3 separate regions of the Mus musculus genome follow, and all the other regions are linked to region 2. Evidence: chromatin contacts called from public promoter capture Hi-C data. All regions are on one chromosome and are shown on one strand. Each heading gives the region's core, a stretch centred on a gene start, on an enhancer-like site or on the middle of the called end of the contact. The rest is flanking DNA. Distances are from core to core; before and after follow the strand shown.

Region 1 (4,321 bases), core at 802-3,301, 2.0 Mb before region 2:
TCCCCTACCCACCCACTCCCACTTCTTGGCCCTGGTATTCCCCTGTAATGGAGCATATAAAGTTTGCTATACCAAGGGGCCTCTCTTCCCATTGATGGCCGACTAGGCCATCTTCTGCTACATATGCAGCTAGAGACACTAGCTCTGGGGGTACTGGTTAGTTCATATTGTTGTTCTACCTTAGGGTTGCAGACCCCTTCAGCTCCTTGGGTACTTTCTCTAGCTCCTCCGTTGGGGGCCCTGTGTTCCATCCAATAGGTGACTGTGAGCATCCACTTCTGTATTTGCCAGGCACTGCATAGCCTCACAAGAGACAGCTATATCAGGGTCCTGTCAGCAAAATCTTGCTGGCATATGCTATAGTGTCTGGGTTTGGTGGCTGATTATGGGATGGATCCCTGGGTGGGGCAGTCTCTGGATGGTCCATCCTTTCATCTCAGCACCAAACTTTGTCTCTGTAATTCCTTCCATGGTTATTTTGTTCGCTATTCTAAAGAAGAATATTCTAATTTGTTCTGCATCCATTTGCCCTGCTACTGGATCCAAGCTATCAACTTCATCTGCGCCATAACTCAGAAAATGGGTAGCTGGGTAGATGACAAAGCTGTAAACAGTCTCAGACATGAATTAGCCCCACGTCCCTCAGCTTTGGAAGCACTCTGGAATCACCTGATACAGAGATGATAGATAGCTAGATAGCTAGCTAGCTACATACATACATACATACATACATACATACATACATAGATCAATCCTTCAGAAAGTCTATTTAATAAATAAATTTGGGATCAAGTTTCTTTTTAATTGGGAGTAGGAGACAGGGTCTTGCTATGTAGCCCAAGCTAATCTAGAACTCCCCATTCTTCCACCTCAGCCCCCTGACAGGTTTGCATCAGTATACCATACATGACAGTATTATTTACAAACTCTTCAATGCGGTTCTACTCTTTAGCCAGAGCTAAACATTAGTCTAATCACCTTAGTTTATTAACAATCAAACTAAAGCTCAGAATGGGTAAGAAAATTGACCAAAGTTTGGCCAGCATGTCTCCACATTCGTTTTTTTGTGGTCTGTGTGTTTCTGCTTTGAGACAAGGTCTCTCTACATATTGCTAGCTGCCCCAAAGTTTGTTCTGTAGACCAGGATGGCCTCAAATACACAGACATCCTCCTGCTTCTGCCTCAGGCCTGCTAGAATCAAAGTTGTGGGACACATGGTATGTCTGCACACTTGTAATGCACCCCTTAGCTCCGGTTACTTGTAGCGCTGGTGGATTCCTGGCCACCATGAAAAGCACAAGGAGCCTAGGGGACAGAGAGAGAGAGAGAGAGAGAGAGAGAGAGAGAGAAACAACAGCAATAAATTGATGGTGTTTATAATTTTTCTAGTTGGAATTAGTCCTGGAAGCATTCCTCCTTAGTCGGAGAAGCACTGTATAATTTACCTTTCACTTTGGCAGTAGCACTTACGCTTCTGCCACGACTAAAATGGGTTCGCATTCCCTGACCACAAAAGGACAGAGATAGATCTGCGCATTCACCACTCACTGCCCGCAACATTAGCAAAGCTCCCTAGAAGGCTGCTTGAGGTGCCTAAAATGCTGCTCTACAGTGATCACCCAGAGCTGAGAGAACCTCGGTGGAGAGGTGAGAAGACAAGAGGGCTGGGAAATAAGAGAAAGCATTCTCTTCTAGGGAGAGGAAGCTGGGAATCCACTGAGAATCGGCCGGCATTGCCAGGAGGTAAGGTGAGGGAAGGAGAAGAATTTCAATGAGTTCAGAGAGCTTCTGCTACCCTAGTAACAGAAGTGTAGTGGACAGCATCAGGACACCAATCCTCTCAAAACCCGACAGCCAGAGCATGTGAAAACTGACTCTTCAGCATGACTAAATGCGAAAAGTGTTCCTGACTCCAGAAACTGAGCCTCATTAGCGAACAGCTCACCCACCAAGCAACCAACCCTCCACTTCGCTCCTTTAGCTCCTCAATACCAACCACCAGATGCCAAAAGCAGAGGGAGGCTCTTGCGTCACGTGATACTGCGATCACGTGACGCCTTCCGGGTGAGCCAAGGCATAGTCCAGTTCCTGCAGCCTTAGGGAGGGGTCCGCCGTGCCCACACCCAGCCAGACTCGACCATGCTGTCCCGCCTGCTCAAAGAACACCAAGCCAAGCAGAACGAACGCAAGGAGCTGCAGGGTGAGCTCAGCGTCCGGTCGGTCGGCAGCTCCCGGCCGCGGCCTAGCTTCTTCCAGAGGCCTGGACCTCGGGTAACCTCCCAGATCAAGGAGAGGGCGCCGGCTAGCGGGCGACCCGAGTGCCGGGCAGGGAATTGGGGGCGGCACTTCTGGAAACTCCGTCCCCTTGCCAACCAGCCCTGGTCCCCTTGGCACCACTCGGGTCCCTGCGCCACCTCCCTCAATCCCGCCCAGGCGGCGCCTGAGTCCCGCCCCTGGAGCGCGAAACGCGTTGCCAATTGGCCCAGCCAGCTTCTCACCCCGGAAGTGGGAGGAATTGGGGACTGCCCAGTCTGCCACACAGCTAAGGCACAACTTTCCCCAGGCCTAGACTGGGAATCCTGGAGTTGCCAATCCATTGCCCAAAGTAGTGGAAAAAGGATGTCTAGGAAGAGTCCTGGGCGTACCTGATGGAGTGTCCATTCCCTTCTCAGGGCCCCAGTTTCTTTGCCTCCAAAATAAAGGGGTTTGTTTTGTTTATGTATGGAAGGTTCTTTTTAAGAGGTCTGGCATTAGTTGGCAGTTTCTAGAACAGTAATAAGTGCGTGAGGACCCATTAGCACCATCTTTCAAATACGAAGTCTGCTCCAACCCCTTTCCCCTTCCCCAGAGAAGAGGAGGAGAGAAGCTATCGCTGCAGCGACCTGCCTGACCGAAGCGTTGGTGGATCACCTCAACGTGGGGTATGAACCTCTTCCCTCAACTCCGGTTTCCTCCATCCACCCTGGTTACACAGCATCTGGGCCAGCTTTCAGAAGGACCCGGTGCTCCAGTAACTCCTCTGATCTGTCCCCTCCCCCTAATGTAACTTTGTGGAGACTTGAGTCAGCTTTCACTCTCTAACGCTGATGGGGGCGACAGCTGCAGTGGTTGGGAAAACAGAATTCCCCTCCCCACACTAACTTCCCTGGCACAACTTGATGCCATCTGGCCAACTCGACTAACCCTTATATGTCCAGCTGTCACTTGGGTGGGAGGGAAGGACAACCTCTTCCACCACGTACCCTCTTTCCTTCCTCACCTCCTACTCTCTGGAAAGCCTGCGAAACAAATGGCAGGAACAGGATGGCACAGCTGGTAGAAGTAAGGAAGAGCCTAAGCCAAGAGCTGTGACAAAACCAGGCTGTCTCTTCCTTTCCTTCTGGGTCTCCAGGGACCCTTCCCCCAACCTTAACCCTCAATGAGAAGACCAGTGGTATCCAAAGACTTGGAAAGATTCCCTGGCCCTGCATGACTCATAAGAGTGCAGAGATGGTGATCTGATTGTCTATGGGAAGAAAGGAGGCACATACTATGCCTTCCGCCCAGGGCGAGTGACAGGCTTGGTTGCAAATCCAGAGACTGATTCATCCAAGGGAGTCATGCAGGGTTAGGGTCATCAACCATTACTCATCTTGAGGGGAGATTAGGGGGAAGAATGGCTGTGGTTGGGGGCTCTGGTCTCCTTTGTCTCCAGACAGCTCTCTCCTCCTCTTCTCTGGTGTTCCCACACTGGCACATCCTTTGCTACATTTGTGACGCTGGCCAGACTTCTTTCTGTTTACTTGCTAGACGCCACCCCACATTCGAAGCTTAGAGGGCACCTAAGCCAAATCCTGATTAGAAAGGGTTTTGTGTTGCTCCCCACAGCTCCTATTCTCCAGAAAATAAAACAAAGGCCTAGTTTGTCTCAGCCCTTGTCAGGTGCCCTGCCCACTTTCTTGAAGCCCCCCCCCCCACCCAGCCCTTTGCCTCCTCTGCCCCCACACATTCCAGTGGGTGAGGGCACCGGATGTGGAGTCTCCTTACTGACCTAGAGCTTTGGAATAGGGAATGAAAAGGTCATCTGCTAGTAAGAGAGGGAACACTGGTTATGTAAAAGGGAAAGTGAAAAACACTGGTGGAGGATGGAGAGCTAACCTCTTAGCAGTGATAGTTACCACAGCCAGCACCTTGACTGAGCTGAGAAGTGTCAGCACTGGGCAGTGTGGGTGGGGTGGTGTTCACTCATCTGTGTGGGTGGGAGAGTTGGGTCTGAAGGTGAAAGCCTGTGATCCCAGCTCTTGGACTGTAGAGGCAAGAGGATTAGATCAAGGCCAGCTTC
Region 2 (4,131 bases), core at 986-3,485:
GCCTGCTTTCCCCTCTCCTGGGCCTCTCTGCTCTGGGGGAGTTACATGTTCTCTTCCACTTGGAGGCAACTTGGGAAAGAGCAGGGGCCCTTTTAGGGAGAGAGAGGGAAGCAGGCCTGAGATGCCGTGAAAGCCCAATTCTTAGCTTCAGCTTCAGCCCCAGGCCTGATCCACAATCCATTGTCCACTCTGTTACTCACGCTTTCTCAAAGGCTGTTTAGGGGAAATACAGCCTCAGTCTCAGAGCTTTGCTGCTTGGGAGGCTTTGGGGACCCGTTAGTACAGCACCCCCTTTTTACTGGAAGGCTAATTTAAAGCAGTTAGGTTTGGCGGGGCCTGGACTGCTTTTCTCTGCCAAGGCCCCGCGTCCATGGTGAGCAGATCAGACTCGGCAGCCATTGCGTTCCTCGGTGCATTTGAAAAAAGCCTCAGAGATCCCTTTTAAAGGTAGCAGAGCTCGTGGCTTCCTGGGTGTTCTCAGATCAGGCCCTTAATTTGTTTGTTCCTTTAAAATCTTGGCTCGCTGCAGGCTCACAGTCTTCCTCTGAGCACTGTCAGGCTGTGCCTGTGAAGGGCGGAGGGGAGCTTGAAATAGGAGAGATATTTGAATATGGGAAATATTTGAATAGCCCCAAGAATAAGGCAGAGACTGACTGATACGTATAGGAGGGCTCACGGGAGCAGTGGTCAGAATTGTACTTAATGGTGGATGGTGGAGCACCTGCAGTCAGCAAATCTTACAGCAACAGAAGAGACCGGTGGGTGATCCAGGAGGAATCTGTGCAGGGCTAAGGGGGTTCAGCACCCCAGAGATCAGAGGGCAGTTGAGCTGTATGTAAGCTGGGCAAATCCTTGGCTCAGGAAGCTTTGAGAGGAGCAGTCCTGGATGCTGGAAGGCTACACCAGAGAATAGAGAGAGAGGAAGAAGAAGAGGAGGGAGGGAGGGAGAGACAGAGGGTGGGGTGGGGGTGGGGAGAGAACACAAGGTGGGGGGGGGGAGATCCAAGTGGGCCCCAAACTCTCACTTGCTGGCTTTATCATTTGGGGAGGGAATCAGGAGGCTGCCATCTCTGATCTCACTTTCTGGAGAGATCTTTAGGGTACCTCTTATAACCACTGCCCAAACCCTAGGGAGTTAGAGCCTTCTGATAGGATTGGCTCTTGGCAGAAACCATAAGGCACACAGAGCAGGAATGGGGGCAACACCTGCTGGGGGTGGTGGGGTGGGCTGGGAGGGCCTGGGTGGGCTGGCTGCCCAGGGGAGGACAGAAACGTCTTTCTTTGCCTCTTTCTGTGAGGCAGCATCCAGGCTCAGGGAGGGGCTGCCCTTTCATTGGACCCCCACCGTCCAGCTCTGTGCCAAGCACACACACTGGATGAATGGCGTTAGTATTTGAAGGCAAAGTGTGCACATCTAGAACCTTCTGGAATACTGTTACTTACTGTGGTTTTTCTTTGGGTTTTATAGAACAACCCCAAACATTTGCTCACCAGGATGAGTCTGCTTCCCGTGGCAGTCAGGACACCGGGTGCCTTATGAACTCAGCCTAAAGACCCTGCGTGGGGTACAGCAGAGGTGGGAGCGTGGTACAGAAAATTTGCTCAGTTGGCCTCTGGCTGCAGAGGGCAGGCTCCGGCTGACCTAGGCTGGAGTCTGAGGTCATGATCTGTATGTCACCAAGTTGTTCATTAGCATCGCGTTTATTCTGCAGGAGAAGCCACCGATCCTAAAAGTCGTCTATCCCCTGCCAGGGGGAAGTTAAATAGAATAGAGAGGCTGTGGTGCATGTCTGGCCTTGGTTACTTTTCAAAGACCATGGCATCCTTTCTGGGGTCCTTTGGGAGCCGGTCTTTGTGGTTTATGTACTGAGAGATGCCCGTCTTTCCCTCCCTCTCTCTTCTCCCGAGAAAGCCCTCCACTTCTCTTCGGCTTGGTTTTGGATGTGTGTCCTCTCTCCTACTTGCGATTGTGGCCTTGCCCGCCCCTTTCCACGAAGGAGTGACGCCCTTCCTTGTTCTTGGAGCAGTCAGACTGAACTTGCGCGTGGGTGTGGGCTCCACACAGAGACACTGCCTCTCTTTAAGATTTCTCAGGACATCTTTCTTCTTCAGTTTTGTCTGAAAGGGCCACACCAGGGGATTGTTTTGTTTTCTCCCCGAAAGCTGGTGGCCTGGTGGCCCGTTCCCTACCAATCTCAGCTGTGGGAATGGCTTTCATCATGCCCTTTCCCAACCATTTCCCAAAATGCTCTCTCTTCCCCGCCCCCTGCTGGGTGTTTTGGGACACAGAAACCAGTGTGTGGGGCCCGGGTTTTCCTTTTTCTGGGAGAAGTTGCGAACAGCTTCGGTGTCTCAAGCCACACTTTGGCTTGATGGGGGCAGGCCGAGTTGGCTTGGGGACCGAGGTTGTTCTGTGCGACCTCAGTGTCGGGTCGCAGAAGGAGCGGCAGCGCCAGGGGTCTGCGCTCCCTGAGGCTATCTGGGGACCAAACTCCACGGCGCGAGGGGCTGCCGCCGCCCAGGTCCAGCGTCGGAAACAGGGCAGAGCCACCCAGAGGTCCCGGGGCAGCTTTATGCCCAGCGCCCCGCCCGCACCCCACGCCCCTGCAGCCCAGCTCCGGCCGCGCCCCAGCCCTTTGGGACGGGCTCAAAGGCGACGGGCGGGGGCCGGGGAGGAGGCAGCGTTCCTGCAAATCACATGATTTTCCCGCTTATATAAATCACAGCTTGTTTTTCTCAACCGGCTGCAGACTTAAAGGTGCAGTGTCTTCTTTCTCTCCCAAGGGCAGGGGCTCTCCTGGGTGCCTTTGACCAGGGGCAAGCTGGGCAGGAGTGGCCTCAGCTAGGGACTTGTCACACAGTTCAGGGTTTACCCTTGGTCCGTACTTGGGATAGTTCCTTGGGCTGGGGACCAGAGAGAGGCAAGGAAAACGTATCACCAAGTCAGAAACCCTCGCGGGACTGGGGTCTCCTTTCAGAGGTGGGCCAGCAGCCTCTGTGGACAGCAGTGTCTCAGAGCAACCGGCTGAAGCCCCGGGTGCCTGCTTTGGATCCTGAGGGCCTAGGAGAGAACTGGCCTGTGGGAGAATTCTGTTAGCCAGAGTTCTAAAACAGGTGCTTACTATTCTCATCAGCTCTGGCTGTTTGAGGACACTGTATGTGGGAAGAAAAATCAACCATTGCATACATCTAGCATCTATTGTCTACCTCCTAGGCACTGTGGAGAGGGAGAAACAGCCGTTAGACAGCCTTGTGATGAAGCAGGAGTTGGATCAAGCTGCACAGGCAGTTTTAAAGCCCCGTTCCAGGCTAAACAGAAGAGAGTCACAGGCAGTGCGTAATTACCTGGGGATGAATAGTTTGGATAATGAGTCCTGCAGGCTTTGGGAGGAGGGCTCCTCTGGGGGCCTTGGCTGCAGGTGGACTTGAACTGGAGGCAGGGTGGGGGGTCAGCCTGCTAGGTGTCTCAGTGGGAGGGAGGACGGAGTGTGGTGCTGGTGGGGGAGGGATGAACAGAGTGGGCGATCATTTTGGAAAACTGAGGTGGTGAAAATTGAGGCTGGAACTCTGCAGGGTGGCCAGTCACTTGAAAGCACCGTGAGTGTGGGCGGAGAATGAACTATGATTCCCTGTGAAGGCAGAGGGAGCAACCCTCTCCCTACACCCCCCCACCCAGCCAAATGAGAATGCAGGTCAACAGTATTTTTGAGGACCAGCAATCCGCAGCAGTGAGTAGGACAAAGGGAGGCCTCTGGGGAGGCGGTTTGGAGGGAAGCCAACAACAGGTCTCCCGTGCTGGGAAGTTAGGAGAAAAAGAACCAACCATAGGAGAGAGGTAGGGGGCTGTTTAGAAGGAAGAATTGAGGTGATTGACTGGTTTAGGAAGGGAGAACGCCTCTAAGTGGTGTTGACTGTTGGTGGGAGGTGGGGATGCCAGGCACTCTTTAGATCGTGTTTGTCAGGACTCTGGGCTCAAACAGGCATGCCCAGGGGCTTGGAAGCCAAGGAAGAGAATCTGCATAGAAGATGGGCACATGCTGGGGGGGGGGGGGAGTTTGGGGGCGGGGCAAACAAGAGGAGAGAGATGGAGGTTGGGGATACCCAGGATGGTAAAGCTGTGGGTCCCGAGTC
Region 3 (3,968 bases), core at 1,186-3,685, 1.8 Mb before region 2:
TCAGAACCAAGCAAGAGGGGGCCGTTTTAATGAATTAGATTGAAAAATAGGCCTAAGCCGTTTGTACCTTAGTTTTAGCGTTCGGCCTCACCTAGCAATCAAGGGCCCGTTTGGAGAAGCAGAAATGATTCCCTCCAGTGCCCTGTCTACCTTCCCCAGGCAAGAAGAGCCAGGAGGGCACAGGGCTTGCACGTCACTCTGGTCTGTTCATCGTGGTTCACAGGGCAAGGTGAAAGACACTTGAATTTCTCTTTTTAGCAATCTTACTGTTTTCTGGTGCTGACTGCTACACCCAGGACTTTGCCCTCACTAAGCAAATGTACCACCAATGAGCCAGGTTCCTAGCCTTCCTTTTGGAAGCTCAGTTCTTGAGTTGTCAGAGGGCCTCATTGCCGTCCTCCTCTGAGAGCAGTGATGCAGGCCAGGAGACATCATTTGAGAATGCTGATGCTTTTGTAAGGCTTTGACCTGGTTAGGTCATTGGGGGAAATTTTCTATAAAAGAGTGAACAATTATATTTATATTTCAAGTTAAAGTAGTTTGGATACTTTAGTGGTTTTGTTGTTGTTTCTTCTTTTTCCTTTTTTTTTTTTTTTTGTCAGTGTGGATGGATTTGTTGCCATGTGCACTTTGGGATTTTGTAATTGTTAAAAGAAAATATTTCTTTTATGATTTTCTTCTCCCACTCCCTGTCCTCCAGTGTTCTGTTAATATTATTTGTAATTTAGTTTGTAAATTCATTAAAAGAAAATATTCTCAGCTGTAGAGTGAATCTCTTTCATATTTATCCTTCATTTATTTTTTTACTGAAAAAATGGTGTGGGTGATATTCTGAATGTGAATAAGCAGTATGTGTCCACCTAATCTCTGTACATGCAGGCCCTCCTGCCATGCTCTTTAGTGGGGTGTTTGTAAGGATGGAGAAACTGAAGAGCTTCCTTCCAACTTTCCCCTACTCACACAGGCACACCAATACAGAACACTGTTTCAATTCCTTCTTTTAGCAGCAACTTGAGTGGGCTTCAGGGGCCTTTGTCTCAACCCTCCATTTCCCAGGAAGTGTTCACCATTTTGTGTAGAGTTTTGTTTGTTTGGTCTGGTTTTGAAATTGTGTGTGCATGTGAGCCACAAGTGCCCGCAGAGGCCAGAAGAGGGCATATCATCTCTCCTAGAGTTACAGGCAGCTGTGAGCAGTGGTACTGGGAACAGGCCTTGGGTCTTCTACCGGAAGTGTATGCTTCTCTAGCTTGCCTCTAGGCCCTAGGTTCAATCCTCAGTACCGAAAAAAAAAAAAAATCCTCAGCAAAGTTGTCTAAATGTTTTTTCACATTTACAAACAATTCAGAAAATATCAATGTGAAAATATTTAGGAGGCTAAAGTGTCTTCAGACTACCACTTTCTGTTGTCATGGCAATTCACCCCAAAACTACTGTTCTCTAGTGCGCCACTAAAAAGAATTTACAAGATAAAAGTTGTTTAATTTCCTGGTTTTGGGTCTTTACTTTTTTTTTTTTTTTTTTTTTTTTTTTTTTTTTTTGGTTTTTCGAGACAGGGTTTCTCTGTGTAGCCCTGGCTGTCTTGGAACTCACTTTGTAGACCAGACTGGCCAGACTCAGAAATCCGCCTTGCCTCTGCCTTCCCAGTGCTGGGATTAAAGGCGTGCACCACCATGCCCAGCAGGGTCTTTACTTTCTTAATTTGACACAGAAAGCAGGGCACGGGGAGAAGAGAAGGTTAATGCTGGTATCATTGTTTTTTGTTTTTGTTTTTTTGGGGGGGGGACATCGTTGTGTAGCTTGGAACTCATGGAGATCCTCCCGATTGCTAGGATTAAACATGTGGGCCACCAAGCCCAGTTTACTCCCCTCCCCATCCCCCTTATACTGAGGTCTTGTTAAACTGAGTATCCCGGGTTAGCCTCAAACTCAGAACTGCCTCCACCCCAATCCACTGTGCTGAGATTGGGAGTGCCACACCACACCCGACCAAAAGCCTTCTTCACTTCTTCACTAGCCTTGCCTGCCTGTCAAATTCGGAAATTTCCCAATACTGGTTAAAATTTCCTTTTGACCCGCCTTCTTCACTCACCTGATTAGATGTTTACGAGTCGAGAGGCGGGGGAGGGGTGTCACGGGTGTTGAGGTTCTATTGGCTGACGCACATGCCTGTCAGTGATGCACTGCCCCCTTTCCCAGGAGCTCTCTCTTTAATGGCTACTTATCCCGTCAATCTTCAAGGCTTCTCGTGTAGGTATTGGCTTGCGGCCTCGCCAATCCAGTCTCTCACTTGTGCTAGTTGGTGATAGTCCCTCAGAGCCCGCCTTTCTCCAGAAGATTGGCGGGCGGACGCTCACATAGCCCACCCACCACGGTAGGCGGGTGATCTTGCGATTGGCTGGAGCCGCCCCGGCGAGGAGGAGGAGGAGGAGGAGGCGAAGGGGGTAGGAGTTTGGTTGAGCTGCAGCTGTTTGTCTGTTCCACACAGGCTTGGGCCCGACGGGGGATACGGAGCCCCAGGTACCGAGCTGATGGAGCCCACAAGGGCAGAGGCGGAGGTCCCGAGAGGAGCGCCGCCTGGCCTGTGGCAGAGGCGGGGCGGGCCGACGTCAGGGCTCCAGAACCTCCTGGAGAGGGCCGAAGGGGCTGTCCCACAGGCCTAGTGGGCGCTGAGGAGGTGATCGGCAGGGCTGGGAGCCGAGCCTCTAGTTGGGAGGCGGCTGGGTTCTGGCTGTGGTGGCCGCTCGGGGGCCGGGCGCGGGGACCCGGAGCCGGTGAGGACCAGGGCCGGCCTCGGGACTCTGAGCACCGCGGTGAGGAGGGAGGAGCTGGGGTCGGAGACCAGGCAGTGAGGGAGGGGAAGCCAGCCCATTTGGCTGGAGGTGTGGAGGGGACAGTGCTACGCCCAGCCCCGAGGGTAGCCGAGGCTGGGTCTCCCGAGACATCCACTGTTGGGGCTCTTAGCCGAGAGAGGCATTCTTTTCAGGGAAAGTGACTGTTGAAAGGGGAACTAGGGGTACTGGTGTTGCCGAGAGGGATTTGGTCTCACTGAAGTCAATGAAGAATGTAGAAGACCAAAGTGGAAGGAAGTAGAAACGGTTTGCTATTAGTAATGGGAACTTCTGGAATGATGGTGAGGGGAGGCTCAGTATCTTGGAAGTTCCTTACTCTTCTGTTCCTTTAGTGCTTGGGTGTGGTGATTTGAAGTTTTGGGGTACTTCAGGAATAGGGAATGAAGACAAAGGTAAAATTATGTATTATTCCATGGCGCCTGGCAGCTCTACGTCCAGCCCCCCCCCCCCACACACACACACCACTTTAGTTTACCCTGACCTCATAGCTAGTCATGACTGCACTCCTGTTTCCTTTAGGTTTGCTATTGTATTCGTTGTTTTTCCTATTTCATCTACTGTGAGAGAACTAAGAAAATTTGGGAGTGCTTTGCTCAGTCTTTCCCACTTCATAATGTGATCTGTGGTGACTACGCTTATTTAACCTAGATTTGAGGAACTCTGTCATTTGCATGGAAAGGGGCAAAGCAATCCCCAGCCATTAAAAAAAAAAAAAAAAAAAAAAAAGGACCATGTTTATTGAAACTTCTGTGAGACTTGCACTTGAGCATTTCCTAGATAGTTAATGGGACAGACTATTCACGCCAGGAACTGTGAGGTGATATCCCTGAAGGGATTTGGGGAAGAATTGAGAGGTTAGCTACCAGAAGGTTGGCACCATCCTTTCTTCTTTGCCCACTTATTCAGGAACGTGTGTGTGTGTGTGTGTGTGTGTGAGATTAGTTATTTAGGTCAAACCTTGAGGTATTTAGAAAGATGGATTATAGAGAATGAAGAAGTCTTTAAATTATATTATATGTAATAACCTGCATACATATGTGAGCCACAATGTCAGAGGATAACTTGTGGCTGTTTGGTATTCAAACATGGCATGTGTGTGTGTGTGTGTATGTATGCATA

The links. Promoter capture Hi-C pulls out the DNA fragments that hold promoters and counts their contacts.
Region 1: a contact with region 2 is called in a promoter capture Hi-C map of liver, with 6 times the contacts expected there. The contact joins the promoter of Bloc1s1 here to the enhancer-like site in region 2. A contact is called at or near these places in 3 of 39 promoter capture datasets (the 3T3-L1 cell line and liver), 1 of 484 Hi-C or Micro-C datasets (B cells), 2 of 115 datasets of contacts at active chromatin or transcription factors (astrocytes and fibro-adipogenic progenitors) and 1 of 9 other capture datasets (liver).
Region 3: a promoter capture Hi-C map of liver shows a contact between it and region 2, with 6 times the contacts expected there. The contact joins the promoter of Rab5b here to the enhancer-like site in region 2. A contact is called at or near these places in 3 of 39 promoter capture datasets (embryonic stem cells, hippocampal neurons and liver), 1 of 484 Hi-C or Micro-C datasets (LSK cells) and 2 of 9 other capture datasets (adipose tissue and liver).

Annotation. Positions count from the first base shown.
Region 1 is chr10:128,921,254-128,925,574 of GRCm38.p6, reverse strand. It overlaps Bloc1s1 (biogenesis of lysosomal organelles complex-1, subunit 1), which reads left to right and starts at 2,051. Exons shown (of 4, transcript NM_015740.3): 1 at 2,051-2,200; 2 at 2,849-2,921. The coding sequence starts at 2,140.
Region 2 is chr10:126,926,890-126,931,020 of GRCm38.p6, reverse strand. No RefSeq gene overlaps it. Among named protein-coding and RNA genes, the nearest start is that of Gm30456, 6.2 kb to the left of the region's middle. Within about 2 kb of position 2,235, at least 236 of the 459 cell types and tissues checked have an H3K27ac peak or open chromatin away from gene starts, as enhancers often do. A contact at or near this core is called in adipose tissue, astrocytes, embryonic stem cells and 3 more, where this site is marked.
Region 3 is chr10:128,694,735-128,698,702 of GRCm38.p6, reverse strand. It overlaps Rab5b (RAB5B, member RAS oncogene family), which reads left to right and starts at 2,435. Exons shown (of 6, transcript NM_177411.4): 1 at 2,435-2,517. It overlaps Cdk2 (cyclin-dependent kinase 2), which reads left to right. Exons shown (of 8, transcript NM_183417.3): 8 at 1-764. It also overlaps a transcript of Pmel not described here.